3 separate regions of the Mus musculus genome follow, and regions 1 and 2 are each linked to region 3. A link is a contact called in public HiChIP or PLAC-seq data. All regions are on one chromosome and are shown on one strand. Each heading gives the region's core, a stretch centred on a gene start, on an enhancer-like site or on the middle of the called end of the contact. The rest is flanking DNA. Distances are from core to core; before and after follow the strand shown. Region 1 overlaps Gm12339 (predicted gene 12339). Region 2 overlaps Abr (active BCR-related gene). Region 3 holds the start of Mrm3 (mitochondrial rRNA methyltransferase 3).

Region 1 (3,040 bases), core at 16-2,515, 430 kb before region 3:
TGCCAGGATGAGGGAAACTGAGGCACAGAGACATCTACAGCATCCTGTTCCAGAAAGAGTAGGTTCAAAACCAGGCTGTGTATGGACAGGGATTTTGCCCAGACTGGGCAATGGGTTATCCCAAGCCTGGAACCCAGGAATTCCGGCATCTGGTTCCCAAGGCACGGTTCTGCCCAGGGAGGTTGGGCCAAGCTGACAGGGTTCTGATGAGACCTTGTCACTCGACCCAGATGCAGGTGCAAAAGCATAGGAAAGTGGAGCACATTAGAGACTAAGACAGCCGTTTTCACAAATTGATCCCCTTTTCCCTGAAATGAGATTGGCTTTATATATAGTTATGGTTTTATATTCTTCTCTCCCCACCTGTTTTTAGACAAGGTCTTTACTATGCATCCCAGGCTGACTTTGAACTCAAGGTTTTCCTGCCTGACTTCTCAAATCATGAGATTATAGGTCTGTTTCACCACACCTGGTAGGTATTTTTATATTCTTAGTTGGCAAGTTAACTTTTTTTTTAAATTACATTTCTTTCTTTTTTTTTTAAAGATTTATTTATTATTATACATAAGTACACTGTAGCTGTCTTCAGGTGCACCAGAAGAGGGCGTCTTATCTCATTACAGATGGCTGTGAGCCACCATGTGGTCGCTGGGATTTGAACTCAGGACCTCTGGAAAAGCAGTCGGTGCTCTTAACCACTGAGCCATCTCTCCAGCCCGCAAGTTAACTTTTAAAAGTCAGTTTGTTATGTGTGCACAGCATACTTGGGAACATGTGAAAGTCAGAGGACAACTTTTAGGAATCTATTCTCTATTACAACCATGTGAGTTTTGGGTTCTGGGGAATCAATTGAGGTCTTTGGGCTTGGTGGCAAGAGTCTTTACCCACTGTGCCATCTCACCAGCTGTTAGTTGACAAGGTAAAGTGTGAGCAATCCAGCCCTGGGACTCAGTATGGCTAGGACCTCCCCTCTGCAATCCAGCCCTGGGACTCAGTATGGCTGGGACCTCACCTCTGCAATCCAGCTCTCCCTGGGAGACTCAGTATGGCTGGGACCTCACCTCTGCAATCCAGCTCTCCCTGGGAGACTCAGTATGGCTGGGACTTCATTTGCCTCTGTAATCCAGCCCTGAATTTGCCCACACAACACAGCTGAGGGAGACTTCCTTGGAGGTTTGAAGTCTTCATGCTATTGGCTCTGACTGGATTGAGTCAACAACAAAAGTGAGCAAAGCTCTTTTTCTTATCTAGCAGTCAACTTCAAGGCCGCTCCAGCCCCGGGAAGCCAGCCAATTGCTGGGAATGAAGGAATCAAGGCCTGTAAGCAGTCAGAGCTAGCTTCAGAAGGAGCTCGGTGCAGCCTGCAGCATGTGGCCTTGCTGCAAGCACAGAGGGCAGTGGCCTGGCCAGGCCTGATTATTTCTGATCCACCAGTGTCCTGGCCTCCCCAGGGGTCTTGGCTTCTGAAGAGCAGCGAAGCCCTCTGCTCCTGGCCTCTGGTGCTTCCATTTAGGAGCTTGCTGAGACTCCACCTCCCTGGGGCTTGTGTGTGTGTGTGTGTGTGTGTGTGTGTGTGTGTACAGAGGCCTCCTTCCTTCCAAAGCACCTTGGAAAAGAACTCAAAATTTACAAGACACATATTCACTGGAAAAATAGTGTTCCTTGTTCATCCTTGAAAGCTTCCTAAGAAGGCCTGGGGTGCAGCTCAGGGCTGAGTGCATACAAGACCTTGGGCACAATCTCAGCACAAAAAGAAAGAGGTGTTCTTCAATAAAACAACCTAAAAAGCAACCAGAGGAGCTGGTGAGATGGCTCAGCAGAGAAAGAGTATTGCTGCCAAACCTGATCTCCAAATCCCATGTGGTAGAAGGAGCCAACAGACTCCGGCAACTTGTTCTCTGTCTGTCATAGTGGTATCTCTCTCTCTTTCTCTCACTCTGTCTCTGTCTGTCTGTCTGTCTGTCTGTCTGTCTCTCTCTCTCTCTCTCTCTCTCACACACACACACACACACACACACACAAAATACAAATATATATAAATAGTTTTAAAAAGGGAATCATAAAACCAAACAAAATCCAGATGGGTGAGGGAAATAATAACTTCCAATTATTTGAAAGCCTTAGAGATTAGAGAAACCGCTTAGGTGCATAGCAGCTGGGGAGAGGCAGGGGGTCAGGCTGAGTCCCCCAGAATGAATGCTTTGTATGACTCTGAGCTGTCCTTCTGAGACAGGCCTGGTGTCCTAAGTGTTCTCAGGGTCCTGCATTCAATTCCTATTCCCGCTGCAGTGCCCGGCACCTCCAGCTGTGGTGCACTGGGCCCCAACAGTTGTTCTGTGCCCTCTGCTTATGGGAGCAGGCACAGATGGAGAGGGTGTCGAGGCTGGGCAGCCCAACAGCTGCCATTCCTGTGCACCACCCTGAGTGTGTGTCATGGGTTACTTCACGTCGCCCTCACTATTGTTATTTCTGGAAAGCTGAGCTCTGAGAGGTTAAGTTACTTGTCTGACGTTGAGTCATTCTCGGAGCTGGGGAAAAGAGCCATGTGTGAGCTGTCCTGACTGGGGCCATGGCTTCCGCCCGTGACCTGCAGTCTCATCACTTAGCCGGTAGCCTGGGACTCTGAGGGGGAACATGTCTCCTTGGGGCCAGCTGTGCACTCAGCCTGGGCTCCCCCAACACTCTCTGTCATTCATGTCTGGAGACCACAATACCAGCGGCAGGCTGGAAGCTTGTGTTCCTTTTCCTAGGTTTCGGCTCTGACTCCTCCAATTTCTACTACAGTCAGTGTTTTCTGAGCCAAGCAGGCTATAAGGAAATCACTCTTCCCTTGGACTTATTTATCATCCTGTTATTTCCATTAGCTGACACTGTTGGAGCCCATTCCATCCCTAGCTGTTTGAATTTTCAGCTTGGCAATCTCCAGGCCTGGCAGTAGTATTTCCCGCCCTAAAAGGGACCTAGGTAAGTGGGAGATGTGGCCAGCAGATGTGTGGTGGGAAAGGGGACTTAGAACACAGTAAGAAGGGGCTGAGGGAGA
Region 2 (2,906 bases), core at 1-2,500, 280 kb after region 3:
AGGACATTTCCCAGACAATAAATCACTTGGTCAACGAGACCAAAGTAACAACAATAAACGGTCTGTGTACAGTGTTGTTGGTCTGCTTCCATTGGCACGTTCTGAATGGTATGTTCTGGTTTGTCCACTAGGTGGCAGGAGACTAGAGGGCAAAGATGGCTTTGGTCTGCAAGCCGTTACTCAGGCACGGAGAACAGAATTCACATAGCACATGTACAGGAAAGCTGCTGGCTGGCTGGCTGACTGACACCGGTCCCTAAGACGCTTTCTAAGCTCTCCTCAGAACAACTGATTTGGCTATTTAAGGTGTAGGGTCCAGGAGGTTGCTCTGACCAATCTTCAGAAATTCTAACCTTTGTCAGAGCTAACATCCCTCAGGACCATCCTGGGGGTGATAACAAGTAAGGAACCTGGACTGGGTTCATTTAAGGCTCCTTTCTGTCTTTCCTTGTCCTCAGTAGGAAATGTTCAGCCACAAAGCCACAAAAGGGGGAGCAGCCAGGAGGTCTGACAGGGATGACCATCATGATAATGATCTTCAAATCCAAAGGCTCTTATCACCTGCCTGCAATGGCCTCCTCAGAGCCCTCTCCCATAAATGCCTTTATGAGTCCTTAGGGTATTCATGAAACATTAAATGATTTTCAATCCAGTGCTGAGAAGCAGTAAGGGGCAGGCAGCTCAGAGAAAAGTATCGTGAGGCTTAGAGGAGTCAGTGAGAGATCCAGAGTGATGCTATGGGTTGGCAGCCACCAGTTCCAGAATCCCCAAGGGCATATGGCTCCCCACTTCCATACTACCCTACAGAAGTGGACAAAGGCACTCCCAACTTGTACACTCCTGCACACCTCACACAACCCAGGCACTCTACTCAATGTGGCTGGGAGACCTCACTCTATCTATGGCATTCCGTCCCAGCTGCTGGCTCTCCATCCAGAGCCCCCCCCCCCCAAACCTTAAAAGAACTCCACCGTTGAAGCTGAGGATGTGGCTCAGTGGCAGAACATATGCCTAGCATACATGAACACCTGGATTCAGTTACCAGCACTTCAGAAAGCTTTTTTTTTTTTTTTTTTTTACTAGCAGAACTAAAAGAGGTCCCCATGCCCTCTTTCGGCTACAGAACAGCAGTGATTTTACTGCTTCAAAGAGAACTCATTAAAATTTACAACAGTATTACTTTCTGGGGCTATAGAGGCAAAGCCAGGTGAAATCTGAGCCCAGGAACAGCCAAGCCCATCTCCTTATGCACAAGTGGACACACATGGGTTCCCCACCCACCTCTAACATCCACTACTCTGGTCAGCTCCAGCATAAGTGAGCACTTGCCAGCAACCATAGCCATCACCTTGGGGCAGGTGGCTGTGGTTGAGGCTGTGGCCTGGATCTGTGGATTCCTCAACAGTGTAATGGAATGATAATTTCATTGTGAGTATTCCATGAGACAATGGCAGTAAGAAAGCTCAGCCCAGTGGCACACACTCACATGCCAGGACCACCCTGGCCACAAGGCAAGCTTGGGGGCCTTCTTCCTTCTCACAGGTGTCATGTTGGACATGACGTCCAGCACTCAACAATATCCCGTTCTCCTCTCCTTCTGGATCCACCAAGGTCCACCCTATCCAGCTGTTCTGCAGTTGGACGAGGCCTTGTGAGCACTTCTGGCCACCAAAGTTTAAGTGGACATTAGACAGAGAGGCAGAGAGAAACCATGTACAATCACTCTTCCTCATCCACTGAGGCCGTGGGCCTTGGAGGCCATAGCGCCATCCAGGATGGTCCCCAACTAACCTGCTTACCTGCAATGGACCTGTAAGCAAGAGGCAGCCTTGCCTGTGGTAAGTCAGGGCTTCAAGGGTTAGCCTGGTCCTATAACATAACCAAGAACACTAACAGAGGAATCCAGCTCTTCTATGTGATCATCTGGCCAATCCCAGGCTCACAGATGCCACGCCCATACTTTCCTTCTTCCTATGCCAGCTCACAGACACCCTCCTGCTGGTAAAACAAGAAACTCAACACGTTGTTCTGGGAATCTGGAACGTCGTCCTTCAGAAGGTGCTGGTTCCAGGAGCCCTCAAATCTTGAGTTTGCTTTGTTTGTTTTGTTGCGATGGGATTTACATAGATCAGGCTACCCAGAAGCTATGTAGCCCTGGCTGGCCTTGAACTCTCTGATTCTCATGCCTCAGCTGCACAGGCCAGGCCCTCCACGTGGCTATGACTCTCCTGCTCTCTACCATTACCCCCAAGGCCAGGTCCACAGCCCCAGCACCAAGTAAAATCCAAGGATAGCCCATATGAAGGGAGTCCACAAGAACATTATTACAAGACCCAAAAGGTGGGAGCAACACAAGGTCCCCAGGAGTGAAGGGATAAACAAACGTGGCACCTATAAGCAATGGAGTATCTTCCACATCAAGATGCAAAGAAATTCAAGCCCATGGTATAGTCCTAATGAACCCTGAGGATATTATGCTATATGAAATAAGCTGGTCACAAAAATAAATAAGTGTGGTACCCCATTGTAGAAATGAAAGTATAAACAGGAGTTGCTGGGGCTGGGAGAGGGAGTGGGTGTTGCTGACGAGTGGGGCAATATCACTGCAGAATGAGAAGAGCCTGGGACAGTCACACACGGTGGTCATACAATCATGAATGTATTTAAGCCCACAGAACTGTGCACTTAAAATAACGGCAAATTTAAAGGGCATATACATGTATATCATACTACCGAAAAAGTAAAATACTTTTTTATTTCAAAGACATGGTCTCACTATTATAACTCTGGCTAGCTTGGAACTTACAGAGTTCCTCTTGCCTCTCAAGTGATGGGATTAAAGGTGTGTACTACCATGCCTGAATAAAACATATTTATTTTACAAAAGAAAATGGAGAGGGATCAAT
Region 3 (3,085 bases), core at 196-2,695:
AAGTAGCTATTACTTTACAGAACACAAACTACCTGTGAGTCAGTTACCACCTAAAAGGTAACATGTTTAATCTTAACAACAATCTTTTGATCAATGAAGAAATAGAATAATGACATGTAGTATCACTAAACTCTGACTGGTAGGTATAAATCTAATATTTCCTACATCATGTGCTCTAATTGGGAACAAATGCCAGAGTCATTTAGTCTATACCTAACCTTACCATGGTACCTTCAAACACCAGGAGTGTGTGTGTGTGTGTGTGTGTGTGTCTATCTGCCTGCCTGCCACAGGTCAGATTCCCTGGGAGTTGTAGTTACAGATGGTTGTGAGCCATCCAACACCTGGAACCCATCTTACACCCTCTGGAAGAAGAGCAATCATTCTTAAAAGTTGAGCCATGTCTCCAGCCCCTACACAGCAGATATTTTTATGACTAACCTGTGTTGACTGATTTGTGCAACTTCCTTTACAGTCCTTACCTCCTGTACCATCTCTACACCCAGCTAGACTTGGACTGCTACAAGTCTGTTAAAAATAAATAAATAAATTCTGCACTGGTGTGCTCCTACCTCCCTGGCTTACCAAAGAGCTCAATAAACCTTTCCGCTACACTTTCAGCTAAGTGACCCCCTTAGAATCACAGCTTCTCAGACTGTTTCCAGGTACTAGGAAGGCGACTTGATTCTGACCTCATACTTACATCTGGGCTGTTTAGAACAGAGCCACAGATCATGAGCACCTACGAAAGAGACCGTTCAAACTTGCTCGGACAGGGCTTGTTCGCGGAATCCGATGGCGGAGTGCTTGTTTAGCATGCGCAAAGCCATGGGTCCCCCTCCCAGAGCCTAAATTTCAAATCCGCAGCTCTGATGGAAGCCGAAATTTGCTGATCACACCCAAACCTTTCAAACCAGGAGACCGCTCTGTCGTGAACTGGAAGGGGCTTTTTAAAATAACGTTTTGCCTATCAACGCTCCTTCACTATAGACAGCAGGCTCCCCAAGCCAGGAGTGTAAAAAATATTTGAGAAGGGCTGTAGGTGAACGTGCGTAGACAACACAGCTGGTAGGTGAGTCCCCTTTCAAAGGCTTCCCAACCCGAAAGAGGGGGGCTCGCAAAAGCTGAAAACACCGGCGTGGCAACGCGGAGTCTAGGGCCTGGCGGCTGGGGTGGCCGCGCGCCCACGGCGTCTTCCCTCCCCTGGTGCGGCCCGGCCGCCCATCGGGGTCTCGCGCTAGCCCCGCTCGGTCCCGGTCTGCACCTGCATCCCCAGGACATCTCGAAAGAAATGCACTGTCTGGAAGCGGTTCTTCACTTTGAAAACGAAGTGCAGAGCTCGACGAGTGGCCATGGCTCCCAACACGAAAACCGAGTTCCAGGCAGAGGGACACCCCGCCCACCAAACCGGGAAGGATCGTCGGGTGACGTCACTAACACTCGACCGCGCGCTCGGGTGAGGTAGCGCGCGCCAGGGGAAAGATGGCAGCGCCGGCGAAGGGCATGTGGTGCTCCCTGGGATCATTGCTGCGGGTGGTCCAGACTCGGGACCTCAACGCTCGGCGCTGGGTCCGGGCGCTGCGGCGTAGCCCGGTGAGAGTGTTGTCTCCCTCGGGACAGGTGGAGGAACGGAAGCGCGCTCCTGACCAGCAGCCTCGCAAGGCGGTCCCTAAGGCCAGTTCCCAGGGACAGCGACAGAAACAGCCTCTTGAGACATCCCCATCCCAGACCCCTCACACCTGGGAAGAGGCAGGGCTTCGCTACGATAAGGCCTTTCCCGGGGACAGGAGGCTAAGGTGATATGTTTTTGAGACTTGTCATCTGCTCCCGTTTCTTTTCTTGCTTCACTGTGAAGCTTCTGGCTCTTACTGTTTCGACGGTGCAAAATAAATGTCGTCTTTTGAGGCTTGTGCGTGTCTGTTAGAACTTCATGTATCCCTCCATGCCAAGAGCGTTGATAATCATCCCCTCTCTGTTTGCACCCACAGCAGTGTGATGACAATAGTTAAGTCCAGGCCTTTTCGGGAAAAGCAAGGGAAGATCCTACTGGAAGGTCGCAGGCTGATTGCAGATGCTCTCAAGGCTGGAGCTGTGCCCAAAGCGTTCTTTTTTAGCCGTCTGGAGTACGTCAAGGAGTTGCCGGTAGACAAGCTGAAAGACGTCAGCCTCATTAAGGTGAAATTTGAGGACATCAAGGATTGGTCAGACCTAGTAACGCCACAAGGAATAATGGGTCAGTGATATACAGTGTGCCAATATCTGGGATTTCTATTTCATACAAGTGTAGTATCCTAGACTTTCTTGTTCATACTTGTCTTAAGGTAACGAATTTTATTTAAATCAAGTTTAAATTTTTATTGACTAACGTCTAAAAAGAAATAGGACTTCTCAGGCCTCTATGTTTTGATGGTATTTTACTGGCAACTGAACCAATTTCTCATTCATACTTAATTGTGGGGCTTTTGCTTGTTTTTGACAATTGTAGTTCAGGCAGGCTTCACATTCTGTATGTAGCTATGGATAGCTTCGACCCCTGACATTCCTGTTTGCACCTCCTTCCTGCTGAGGAGGCATGAAAAAAAAAAAAAAAGCCCAGTTGTTGTTTGTTTGTTTGTTTTATGGAATGTTAAAAACATTTTATGAGCCAGGAGTAATGCAAGCCTTTAAAATTCCAGAATTTGGAAGGCAGAGGCAGGCAGATTTCTGAGTTTGAGGTCAGCCTGGTCTACAAAGTGAGTTCCATGACAGCCAGAGCAAACATTGAAGCCCTATCTCAAAACAAAACTTTATTTTGTGTGTATACGTGCATGGGTTAGAAGACAATGTGAGGATCGGTTTTCCCTCTCCACTCTGAGGCCTGGATGTCCATCTCAGGGGTCAGGCGTGGCAGTAGAGTGGAGGCTTACAAGTTCATCTTCAGTGCCTCTCTAGTGTCTTTCTTCCCCTCCAGATACTGCCCTGAAAGCTGCGCTTTAGGATACGTTGCAGAGATTATTAAATGGGAGAATTTTTCATTAAGGAAGCCACTTACCATTTTCATTTTTTTCTGAGCACCCTGGCCAATTTGCGTGTGTTGTATTAGATT

Evidence for each region. HiChIP or PLAC-seq counts read pairs in DNA pulled down with a chosen protein or histone mark.
Region 1: a contact with region 3 is called in an H3K4me3 HiChIP or PLAC-seq map of neural progenitor cells, with 5 times the contacts expected there. The contact joins the enhancer-like site here to the promoter of Mrm3 in region 3. A contact is called at or near these places in 3 of 39 promoter capture datasets (the 3T3-L1 cell line, cranial neural crest and trophoblast stem cells), 5 of 115 datasets of contacts at active chromatin or transcription factors (craniofacial prominence, embryonic limb bud, embryonic stem cells and 2 more) and 2 of 9 other capture datasets (embryonic stem cells and liver).
Region 2: an H3K4me3 HiChIP or PLAC-seq map of embryonic limb bud shows a contact between it and region 3, with 2.7 times the contacts expected there. The contact joins the enhancer-like site here to the promoter of Mrm3 in region 3. A contact is called at or near these places in 2 of 39 promoter capture datasets (liver and neutrophils), 1 of 484 Hi-C or Micro-C datasets (pro-B cells), 6 of 115 datasets of contacts at active chromatin or transcription factors (the 230-238 cell line, embryonic limb bud, embryonic stem cells and 1 more) and 1 of 9 other capture datasets (liver).

What each region holds. Positions count from the first base shown.
Region 1 is chr11:75,810,831-75,813,870 of GRCm38.p6, forward strand. All of the region lies in intron 1 of Gm12339 (predicted gene 12339), which reads left to right. Among named protein-coding and RNA genes, the nearest start is that of Doc2b, 16 kb to the left of the region's middle. Within about 2 kb of position 1,266, at least 112 of the 459 cell types and tissues checked have an H3K27ac peak or open chromatin away from gene starts, as enhancers often do. A contact at or near this core is called in liver and neural progenitor cells, where this site is marked.
Region 2 is chr11:76,524,996-76,527,901 of GRCm38.p6, forward strand. All of the region lies in intron 1 of Abr (active BCR-related gene), which reads right to left. Among named protein-coding and RNA genes, the nearest start is that of Abr, 45 kb to the right of the region's middle. Within about 2 kb of position 1,251, at least 13 of the 459 cell types and tissues checked have an H3K27ac peak or open chromatin away from gene starts, as enhancers often do. A contact at or near this core is called in embryonic limb bud, where this site is marked.
Region 3 is chr11:76,242,291-76,245,375 of GRCm38.p6, forward strand. It overlaps Mrm3 (mitochondrial rRNA methyltransferase 3), which reads left to right and starts at 1,446. Exons shown (of 4, transcript NM_183263.5): 1 at 1,446-1,796; 2 at 1,989-2,233. The coding sequence starts at 1,483. It overlaps Glod4 (glyoxalase domain containing 4), which reads right to left and starts at 1,409. Exons shown (of 9, transcript NM_026029.3): 1 at 1,265-1,409. The coding sequence starts at 1,354.